2 separate regions of the Cricetulus griseus genome follow, and region 2 is linked to region 1. A link is a contact called in public Hi-C data. All regions are on one chromosome and are shown on one strand. The core of a region is the stretch at or near the end of the contact, and the rest is flanking DNA. Distances in the headings are between cores, read along the strand shown.

Evidence for each region. A called contact is a pair of places that touch in the nucleus more often than the background predicts.
Region 2: a Hi-C map of liver shows a contact between it and region 1, with 2.7 times the contacts expected there. The contact joins the promoter of Th here to the promoter of Trpm5 in region 1. A contact is called at or near these places in 2 of 8 Hi-C or Micro-C datasets (fibroblasts and liver).

The regions. Positions count from the first base shown.
Region 1 is chr3:58,293,774-58,299,698 of CriGri-PICRH-1.0, reverse strand. Trpm5 (transient receptor potential cation channel subfamily M member 5) reads right to left here and starts at 2,805. Exons shown (of 24, transcript XM_027409171.2): 1 at 2,689-2,805; 2 at 2,060-2,240; 3 at 1-15. The coding sequence starts at 2,805.
Region 2 is chr3:58,507,392-58,513,316 of CriGri-PICRH-1.0, reverse strand. Th (tyrosine 3-monooxygenase) reads right to left here and starts at 2,657. Exons shown (of 4, transcript XM_027409172.2): 1 at 2,291-2,657; 2 at 347-574. The coding sequence starts at 2,590.

The DNA of each region.
Region 1 (5,925 bases), core at 1,556-4,055:
TCAGGATCCAGGCACCTATGGCAGTTGGGAGAGAAACATCCCAGAGTCCTTATAGCTGGTTGGCCCAACTCTACCCTCTAGCTATATTCACACTCAGTGACCCAGGAATCAGGCGATTAGAAATGCTTTTTTTTTTTCCCTTGACCCCCAAGCCAGGATCTCTATAGTGAAGTCTAGCCTGTAACTCGAAGTAATTTCCCTGCCTCAGCATTCCATGCACTAGAAACATAGTATGTACCATGATGCCTAGCTACAGGGAACGCTTTGAAGCTGATGGGCATACTAAGGCTCAGGGAGAATGTGTATGTGGTAGACAGTGACCTTTTCCAAGATTTGTCATAGATGTTGCCCTGCAGCCTGTTCTGGGCAAGGATCTGGATGACAAAGTTCCCACTTGCATCTGACTGCAAATTGTTCCCTTATTTTAATCTCTTTTGCAATGAGAGACTCAGACCCTCCAACCCTCCTGCTGGGTGTATGTTTGTGTGTGCAGGACACCTATGTGGGTGCAGGTGCATGTGTTGGCCAGAGGTGCCATCCATCTTGTCTGTGTAAGACAGTCTCTGATGGCCAGGCACTGGTGGCGCATGCCTTTAATCCCAGCACTCAGGAGGCAGTGGCAGGGGGATCTTGGAAGACAGCCTGGTCTACAGATCCAGTTCCAGGACAGGCTCCAAACCTACACAGAGAAACCCTGTCTCCAAAAATAAAAACAAAACAAAACAAAAAAAGATAGTCTCTGATGAACCTGGAGCTCGCTGATTTGCTATGTCTGGCAGGCCAGCAAGCTACAGGTCCTTTCTTCTCTGTTTCCCTTTACAACGGGATCACACAGACGCCATGCCCAACTTTCTGTATAGGGGCCGGAGACTGAACTCAGGTCTTTACTGAAATATTTCCCTGTGTTGGTTAGATTATTTATTTATTTATTTATTTATTTAGCTTTTTTGAGACTGGGTTCCTTTGTGTAACAGCCCTGGCTGTTCTAGAACTCACTCTGTAGATCACGCTGGCCTCGAACTTAAAGAGATCCACCTGTCTCTGCTTCCTGAGTGCTGGGATTAAAGGTGAGCACCACCAGTGTCCAGCAGTAAATTTATTTTTAATGATGTGAGTGTATTCAGTATATGTGTATGAGTGAAGTTGCCTGAGGGGACCAGAGGCATTGAATCTCCCTAGAATTACAAGCAGTTTCAAGCTGCCTGACATGGGTGCTGGGAACAGGGTTCCAATCTCCTGCAGTAGCAGTGTATGCTCTTAACTGCTAAGCATCTCTCTGGCCCCTGTGCTGCTCAGTTTTTAACCATCAACTTGACACAATCCAGAATCACCTGGGTAGAGAATCTTAATCTAGATCAGCTTGGTCAGTGGGTATGTCTGTGGTGGATTTTTAAGTCATGTAGGAAGACCCCACACAATGAGGGCGGCACTGTTCCCTAGGTGCTGAATTAATTGCATAAAAAGGAGGAAGCTTGAAAGCTTGATGAGAACAAGTAAGTAAAGATGTGTTTATTCTCTCTGCTCTTGGCTGTGGATGGGATGTGACTAGCTGCCTTGAATTTCTGCCTTCATATCTCTGAAATGATGGGCTGTGACATGGAATTGTAAGCCAAGTAAATCCTTTCTTCCCTGAGTTTCTTACGGTTAAGGTATTTATTACAGCAGAAATGAAAGTAGAATATCCCCTGGACCTATACATTTTTAAAATAAAGCCCAGGGGTTTGTTTCTGACATCTACAAGTAACCACATTGCTCCCCAAGGGTGATGTGTGGGGACACACCCTAGATGCTCCTTGGAACACTGATACTGGTGGGATGCCATGGCTTATGAATGAAGTGGGTAGCTCTCAGAGAAGACCAGCTTCTGGCCACCACAGATCAGCTGGTGATGGCCTTTAAGTTCACCTGCACCACATCCCTATGACCTGCTCCCATGGCCTCCCTAGGCACCACCATAGGTGGCTGAGTAGGGGAAATGTCACCGAGGAATGCCCTCCCCCTACCCCCAGAGGTAAGCAGGGCAGCAGGCCAGACAGGCTCAGGCCAGGGAGAGCCTTACCTGTGCTCTGAGCTGCTTTCACCAGCCCCTTGCGCAGGATGTCCCGAAGCCAGGACTTCATAGCAAAAGGCCGCTCCTCACCCACCAGGGACACCACCAGGTTGGGGGCTGGCAGGTGCCACTCGGTGAGCAGGAGTTCAAAGAGTATAGAGGGGGTCACACTGCTTGGCACCTTCACAAACTGCAGGGTAGGGGAAGGTGTGTTCAGGGTTGGGGCACAGGTAGGCAGCACTGGGTCGGGGGATTCTGCACTTATGGTCAATGTTAGGTTGGAGACAGTTCTCAAGGGATTCTGGGCATGGGGGAGGAGGCTAGGCTTATCGGAAAGGGCAGGGTACAGGAGGCGGGCCTTAACCCCACTTTGGGTAAGGCCTCTGTGTGGTATGGGCCATTGCAATATATCTTCCCTTTGTGAGTGGGGAGTGAGGCAGGAGTCCTGGACCTCAAGGCTCCCATTATCACAAGGGCAGGAAACAGCTCTCAACTTTTGCCCATCTGGTCAGGGTCTCTGCACTCAGATCATAAGGAATGGCCCAGGGTGAGCAGGTCCAGTACTGGGCTTTGAGGGGGGAAGTAAGACTTGGGGATTCCAAGCATGGTGGATGTCACCCAGGTGCATGGTGCCCTACCTTGCCTCGCTTCTTCCCAGACCCTCCAAAGTCGACCTCTCCCCGGCATAGGACTGGCTCCCATCCATCACCAGTATCTGGGGGGCTTCCAGGGCAGGAACTCTGGGCAGTCTGCATGTTGGCTTCTCTGTTAGACATATGATGGTACCCTGAGAGTGGAGTAGTCACCCTCTTCCTCTCTTCACAAGGAAGATGCATCCCAGCTGACATGAGGTGTCTACCTGCTGGTCCCACCTGCCATGGCTCTACCTCCTTTCTCACTAGCTGTAATTAGTCAGGCTCATTCCCCCCTGGGAATGGGGGCACAGCAAACCCACCTGCCTACCTCTGTTCCCCACACTTACAGAATTCTGGGCATCTGGACTCTGACACGCCTGTCACAGTTCTCCAGAGGCTTTTTCAGGGGGTGTCATGGAAACCCCCAAAGACTAAGTAAGGAATTCAGTTTCCCAACCCAAGGGAGCCACACCCTAGACTTCCCCAGACAAGGTCTGAGGACATCTTGGTTTGCACCTGGGCAGAAGGCAGGATAGGTAAGAAGGCAGGTGACTCAGCTCAGATGCAAAGGAGTTGGGAGGACAGAGTGGAGAAAAGGAGGGACCTAGGTGGACCTGGAAGTCCAGACAGGGGAGGCCAGGGAAGGGAGGCAGAGATGAAGGCTAGGAATGGGAAGGAGGGACAGAAGGTACAAAGGGAAGCCAGGATGGAAAGTTGGTGCAGGGTAGCAGGTGAAGAGGGCAGTGAGTAGAACGGGGGGAACAGGGAACCTTGTCCTGGCTCCTCTGGCAGCAGAGGCAGTTATGACACCACCAGACTCTTTCCCTTTAAGTTCCCACCTTGGCAAACAGATGAAGAGGCTGCCTATGGCATCTTTCACCTTCCCTGGGCTCAGGTCCTCTCCCACCCACCAGGCCAGGCCAATCCCCTCAGCTCCACCCTTCTTTGCAGTGACTTGAATGGCTTAGCCTATGTGATACGCAGCTGTGTCTCCTACAGGTTTCCCGTGTTTCTCTGGCGATTGCCCCAAATCTCTAGGGCATAGCATAGCCCTGCCCTCAACATGCATTTGCTCCTACGGCTGCCCTCCTGAATGCAGGTGTCCAGCCAAGGAGGAAGAACACACTGGAAGGACTTCCTTGGCTCCACTGTAGGTGAAGGGCTCCTGTCTGACTCGGGACAGCTCTCTACACACAGCTCTCTACTTCTCCATGACCCCCCAGGTCTGCATGGCTGTCCCTTGTGCCCAGCTTTGGGGTGCCTTCATGATAGCACTTCAGACCCTGTACTTTCCTGCAGGGAGACACCTGTGTATATACAGGGCTGAGAAGGAGGGTGGCACAAGGTTTGAGGGAGATTTATTCCCTGTCTCCTGTGGCTAACCTGGACAGGGGCTGAGGTCAAAGTCCTCCCCACATGCCTCTGGAACCAGCATGGTTATGGTGCTACCCCAAAAGAAAGTGCCCCTCAAAAGATACATCTGACCCCTAACCCCTGGTACCGTACACATGATGTTCTATAGAAGTTCGGTCTTTGCAGACGTGGACTGAAGTTTACCTGTGACAAAGACTCTGTAGATGACTGACTCATTAGAAAGTCCTGGTTGTGGAAATTGAAGTGTTACAGATCCAGACACAAATTAGCTCAGGCTATCTCTAGCAGCCCTAATAGCCATTTGTTGCCCACCTCTATTGTCTGACCTAACATCCATCTATCAGCCAAAGACTGTATTCTCAGCAGACCCTAAGCTTCCACCAACCCGGAAGGCAAAAATGTCATCAAATAGCATCTGAAACCAAATCAGAAATTCCCCACCAGGCTATAACCTACCTACCTGGTCTTCCCACAAATGTATTTGATAAATGCCTTGACTTATTGTTGTCACTTGTTCTGTGTAACTATGTGGAACATGTTCTTTGGAGCCTCATTAGCTAGAGCTGCTCATATTCTGCTCGGTATAACTAAACTAACTCTTATTTGCTTTTGATGCAAAAGCACTGTTTCGTGTTGCTGTAGGTGTAATTGGGATACGCTAAGCTGTTGCTTGGAGTAGGATGAGCTCTTCGCCCAAGGTGGGTGTGGGAAAGAATTGGAGGTAGGACCCTCAGAGGCAGCAGATGTAGGAAGGCTCCTCCTTGTAGCCTGTCTGGCTTGGGCAGACATGAACTTCTTGAATCTGCTCTATGTGCTATGGCAGGGTTTTTTGTGGCTTCCCTCACCTGGTCTGCTGTTTAGTTTTTTTTTCTGTCAACTTGACACAAGCTGCGGTTATCTGGGAGAAGGGAATCTTAATTGAGAAGATGTCTACATCACATGTCCTGTAGGCAAGTCTGTGGGACATTTTCTTGATTACTGATGGATGTAGGAGGGTCTAGCCCATTGCAGGCAGTAGCACCCCTGGGCAGGTGGTCCTGAGTTCTATAAGAAAGTCAGCTGAGTAAGCCATGAGGCACAAGCCAGTAAGGAGCTTCAGTTCCTGCCTCTGCATTCCTGCCTTGAGTTCCTGCCCTGGCTTCCCTTCATGATGGACTGCAAGCTGCAAACTGAAATAAACCCTTTTCTCTCCAAGTTGCTCTGGCATCAGAAAGCAGACTAGGATACCTAGGCTTCACCTTGGGCCTCCAGCCCCAGAGTGGCTTGTCACCTGACTTTCCAGTGTATGGCCCTGTATAAAGGAAGCTTCAGGCAACTCCCCTCCCTTGTATCTGGTTCCTACAGCCAGACAGAGCTCCTTAGTTCCTTGGATCCTTGGGTCCTCTGCAGCCCATCCTGCACCAGTAATGGGAAATGTAAATCCTTCCCACCCACAACAGGAGCTCACACCCAGGGCCTGTGAAGGGCAGGATTTGAATAAGCCTTTCCAGCCACAGAAACAAACACCCTATAGTTTTCCTGTAGGAATCTGGCTGGCATCACAGGCCTGCCCCTGTGTGTTGGAACAAGGACCACAAACTCAGAGGCCTGATCTAATTGAGGTACACTCCTGAAGTATTAGGGACAGAAACCCAAAATCCAGGCATGGACAGGGTGTGGCCTTCCCCACGGCTCTGAGGACATCCTCCCTGGTCTTTCAGTTCATGGGGACTCCAGGTATCCCTTGGTTTGTGTCCACATGACCCCAATTCCTGCCTCTGTGGTCACATAATTGTGCCTGTGCATGTCTGTCCTCTCCTCTTCCTGTAAGGACCCCATCACTGCGTCCCCACCTTTCCTCTATCTCATCTACAAAGACCCTATTTC
Region 2 (5,925 bases), core at 1,408-3,907, 210 kb before region 1:
CTCCTCCACCTTCTGTTGTCCAGCAACAAAACACTTGGCCATGCAGTCAACTTTGGGACCTTATAGGGGATTTGGATTTAATGTCATTTGAGAGTTTTTCTGGGGGGCAGGTCATTAGCCAAAGCAGTAATGCAATCAGATGCTTCATGGGCCCTTGGGTAGGTAGGGAAGAGGCTCCATGTATGGCAGTGGTGTTTAGCAGCTGAGGAAGGGTAGCCCCTGAGACCTAGCCTCTGTAGGCCTGAACAGCCATATTCCTGCCCTGGAGGGGGAAACAGCCATTCTTAGATGTCTTATGCATGCTTGCCACAGCACACCAAGCCAGCAGCCAGCCCATAGGCCTCACCTCAAATACTTTCACAGCCCGGGACAGTGAGGAGGGTTTTGTACCCTTCAGGGAGAAGAGCAGGTTGAGAACAGCCTTTCCATCCTGCTCCTCAAATACCACAGCCTCCAGGGGGTTCCCAGGTTCCGAGGAGGCTACTGCAGCCGCCGCAGCTGCAGCTGCTGCCGCCTCTCTCTCCTTTCGAGCATCTTCGATGAGACTCTGCCGTCGCCCGATGAACCTTGGGGACTGGGGGGGGGGTCAGAGATATGCCTGTGTCTCCATGATGGTGTCTCCACCAATCCTGCCTCCAGGGCTGGGGCCCTGGTCAAACCACTGGATGACATGCAGGGATGGAAGACAGAGCACTTCTGACTGGGCATAGCGGGCAGTAAGGCCTGGGCACACATTGGAGGACAAAGGCTCCTTGGCCACCATCTTCCAAAGTAGAGGTGCTCTGTCACCTGCCTCCTGGGCATAGACCTAACTGAATTAGTGAGAGAGGACTGTGACTCAGGCTGTTTTTCCTGATTTCTATGGCAGCACCCAGAGCCCAGAATTGACAGAGCACAAAGCCGCAGGCATCACTGGGCAGTAGGTAGCTTGGGTGATCCATTCAGGTAGAGCGTACTGTACGCACTCAGCTAAAACAGGCATCCTTCCCCTCCCGATTCTCTGGTAGAGGCATGGGGCTGGTTCTTAGGCAGGCTCCCTCCCTGTCCGTGCTGCCCTCTTACCTGGGAATGGCCCCATGAAAATGTCTCCAGCCACCCTATCCCTTTTCTACTGTCCTCTGCCACCCCCTCCTCCTGGCTACCTTGTCGAGATCTAAGTATGGGTTACCTCAGTATGGCTTCTGCTGGCTATGTGTCTGTGATAGCTGTGAACCAGTGTGCCCAATTTTCCAACACCCAGAACTCCAACACCCAATACCTAGACCTGACTGAGGAGCCAAGCTCCCCAAAAGGTTCTGGGTTCTTCAGTCGAAATGACAAGCCACCCTGGGCTTTAAGGATGTCACAGTCACAGGGAGAAGCATCCCCTCTGGAGCCCCCTCCTGACTTCTTGCTGGACACCTACAGCCAGAGCCACAGGTTCCCTGGGAAGAGCATGCCACTGGGCGGTTCCCAAGGAGGCTGAGGGGAGGGCCATGCAGCTGAGAAGTGTGAAGGGGCACTTTGACCCCACAGTTGTCTCTTGAGAAGTGCCTGCAAATTAAATTTCTAAAGGTCACACTGGTCTCATTAAGGGCTCTGTCAAGCTAGGGCGATGGTTAGATGGAGTTCTAAGGAAAATCTGAAAGCCCTCCTCATGCACTGAGGAGCCCCCTTGTCCAGGCTGGCAGAAGGGACTCATTGGTGTCTTCCCCATTGATCCCTGGGGTCCTAACACAGGCAACACAGGTACAGGGCAGTGGAAGGTGGGAAGGGTGAAAGGAAGACAGGAATTGCCCCAGAGCCAGGGACCTCTTCTAACACGGTGGAACCTGGGCCCATGTCCTGTTTATGGACAGGCAGCAGGCAGAACAACCATTTACTGACCAGGTTGAAGGAACCCCATACCCTGTGGCAGGCAAGCCTGGGGAACCCAAAGAAAGCAGACACAGTTGTGGGGGACTCCTGGAGGGGGACCTGAATCATAGGGCTCTCTCCCAAGACCACCCGAGGGAAATTATCCCCCTACTTCATGAAATAGGACCCATAGAAGCCCCAGAAAGGATGGCACAGGGCAACAGGCACTGGCTTTCCCCTGTGGAGTCCATCAGGTCACAGCAGAGGCACTTCCCCAAGAGTAGGAATATCTACCAGGGTTAGGACCCAAACTAACCCTGGGACAAGATAGGACAGAGACCCACTCCAACCCTAGGTTCCAGACACCGGGTGAACTCCAAGCCTGGGGTATCCACCCACCCACAGGTGCAGAAGCTGCTCCAGATACCACTGGGTGACAGCATGCCCTTCTCACCGTGATGGCCTCGACCTGCTTGGCATCCTGCTCAGAGACGGCCCTTCTGAAGCCCTTGGGCTGCGGCGAGGAGGCGCTGGGGGTGGGCATAGTGCAGCCTGGTGGTCCCGGGTTCTGTCTCCACAGCCCTTGCTGGTCGGGCGGCCTCTTAAAGGCCAGGCTGACGTCAAAGCCCCTCTGGGTCCCCCACCTCCTACCTCCTGCGCATCCTCTCCACGCCTGCTGCGCCTGAGGGAGGCGGGGGTGGGCACAGAGCGAGGGCGACGAGAAAGGCCTCCGTCCCATTAGATCTAATTGCATCCACTGTCACAGGCACTTGCCTCTGAATCACCCTCAGCCCGAGGCACGGCATGAGGACAGGGGCCGCCTGGTGTTCTGCAGGGCAGGAGACAGATAAGGTCCTCTGCCCAAACCAGGGCACCAAGTAGGGTCATGCTGGATTCCCAAGGGCTCATATTAGGAAAACTATAACCCCTGGGGGCAAGTGGGTGCAGAAGCCCCTTGGTGGCTTTTTGTCTGTCTTCAAGGCACAGGTTGTGTTCCCCCAGCCCCATGCAATAAAGTATGCCATCTACTCACTGTCCTGGTCTTGTATGTGCTGGCACTGGGGCTGAATCCTCAGGCAGGTCCTGTGAGAGACGGAGTATTCCAGAAGGCTATTCTCTACAGTGTTTCCAAGACTGGCCCACTTTTTGCAGGTTTCCTACCTCCCTGATTATCATATCCTTGAAGACATTGCCCAGGAGATGGTGCCAACCCTAGCCCCTGGCATATTCCTAGGGCCGGCTGACCTCACCTCCTGTGGAGCAGACCTCTCCTTGTAGTTATGAGTGTTCTAGGCTCTCCCGACTCACTCCCCGGCACATGGTCTCAGGTTAGCTGCAGCCCCATTCTCAGCTGGCCCCCATGTAAAGGCACACTCAGCAATCATCTCTCCCGTGGCACCCCAAGGTCTCACATCAAGTGAGCTTTTGTTTTCTGGTTACCACCCACCCCCACTTACACAAAGACCCACCATACCTTCCTCAGCCAAGGAAACTGTCTCCAAGGAGATGGCAGGGGTGACCTTTCTCAATGCAGATGAGTTACACTGGGCCCATCGCATCTCCGTGGGGTCATTTTCTTCTAACCCTTCTGGGAAAGGTGCCCTCTTACTAAGGGAACTGAGGAAGAGTACCTCCCTTGTCCCTCTGGATGTTATAGAGTCAGCAGAAGTGCACAAAGGACAGAGCTCACCCTGAAAATGGCCACCCTGGAGCTCTGAGGACCAGCACATTGGAAATGGCAAGATCCCTGGACTCTCCAACCCCAGTAAACTCGCTCTCTAGTTGATCACGGTACAGTCTCACTCCACCTGCTAGACATCGCTGGGCTCTCAGGGACCACCTGCTGTATTCACCATGACCAGACCTCTCTCTTTCACAGCAGGAACTGGGAGTTCCCCCAATCTGCCTTGCACTGCAAACCTCAGTGGCTCCCATTACCTTCTGGAAGCAAGATAAATGAAGACTCAGTACAAAAGGAAATCTCCCTAACCTCCCCTGCCAACCCTCTACCCACCACTCCATACACACACAATTCCTGTTCCAGGGGAATCTGGGACTCTGTGATATCCAGATTAATAAACCATCTCTCACCTACCTTCTCTGAGCAAGTTCCTATGAATCCCATAAACCCCAGCTCAGCTACTGTTGACTCTGCAGTGCCTGCTCTCTCTTATTATATGAACCCCCCCCCGCCGCCTATGCCCCATGCCCCTCTCTGAACTCTCCCTGTGTCAGTAACCCTGATGGCTTGGGCCACTCCTGTCTCTGTGTGCCCATTATAGCCCTGGCCTGTCTGGCATCCCAGGACGCCCCCCCCCTGCCTGTGTGCTCTCAACAGCTCAGAATGGGGTCTCATGGAGACACTCCCACCCTGAAGGCAGAGCTGGCTGAACGTTAACCTCCCATCCTGAGATTCTCCATGCCCAGCCTCCTCTCAGGTCTGCATGCCCCTCAAGGATCCTTCTTTGGAGGGTACTGGGGATTCCTGGGTGAGACAAGCCCAGGCTGGTCCACCCCACCCAGCTTGGTGTTTACTCAGGTGGCACAGGGTAGGAGGGGGCTGTATCCAACACTGCATAGGGGGCTGCTGTACAGCTCCACGAATGTGGATTTAACCTTTCAGCAAATGTCTTACACTGACACAAATATTGCTTTTTAATTAATTTTCTTGCCTTGGCTGGAGGTGCTTGCATAGAAGCTAGGTGAGAGTGGGGAAGTATGTGCTCTCCAGACCCTTGTCTGTGTCTGCGTTCACCCAAGTAGCACCTGGCCTAGGCTTGAGAACATGATGTCTTCGGACTCTCTTGGGAGGTAATTGCTGCCCAGACTCTTGCCTCTGTTCATGGCCAGCCAGGTAGCACACCCAGGCTGCTATATACTATCTGTGGGATATCTACACACACACACACACACACACACACACACACACACACACACACACACACACACACACACACACACAGAGAGAGAGAGAGAGAGAGAGAGAGAGAGAGAGAGAGAAAGAGAGAGATACACAGAGACAGACAGACAGACACAGACATACACACACACACACACACACACACACACACCAGGTCTGGCTCACCAGACTGTGTCCAGGTCTAAGGCACAGAGAAGTCCAGGACATGTTAGCCCTATCCCATCCCTAGTTTGATGGGAAGGTGTGGTGATATGTTATTTGATTTATTAAAACTTGCAGAGGATCAGAATGCAACAAGCCATAGAAGCCAGGCACACGCCTTTAATCCCAGGAGCCAGAAGCTAGGAGGTTGTGGTACACACCTTTAATCCTAGGACTCAGGTTTAGGAGGTGGACAGATCTTTCTGAGTTCAAGGCCACCCAGGGATACACAAGATTGAATCAGTCTAAAAGAGTAACAGATCGCACGCCTTTTATCCCACAACTAGAGGGGTATAAAAGATAGAAGCAGGCTCTTCAGTATTCAGTAGGAGGCATTTTTTCTCCAGCCACTCTGAGGAGAGGCAGCAGTTTGAGACTTGGTGAGGAGCCTGTGCGTGGATCAGCCCTTTCAGTCTGAGCTTGAGGTGAGAGCTAGTGGCAGGCTGCTTTGCTTCCATGATCTTCAGGTTGAACCCCAATATCAGTCTCTGGATCTTTTATTATTCACGTTATAGGAAGGATGCCAAGAGACCCCTCAAGCCTGCCCTTAGTCAGGCTTCCAGGCCTCAGCCCTGCTGCGTGTTAGAGGCCCCCGACCTCCTCTCAAAGCTCACCAAAGGCCAAGTGGGTTCTGTTCTGCCACTTGTACATTTCAGGATGAGCTCCTCCTGGTGATTCACATCAGAGCCCTCAGAGAGCACCTTCCTCTCCACTTTCAGACAAGCCCATTCTACAGAAGGGAGAATTGAGTCCCAGAAACACACAACTCCCTGGATCATACAGCCAGTCTCTAGTCTGGGTCCTCCTGCTCTCAACACTTCAGTACTCAAGGAAGATAGCAGGGGTGGGGCTCAGCCCCCCCCCCCAACTGTAGCTGTCAAACCTCACTTTGAGGGAGCATAGACACTTGAGGGGGCAGGGCTGGGGGGAGGCTTCTGATTGGTTGAGGAGAGGTTTTCAAGGGCTCC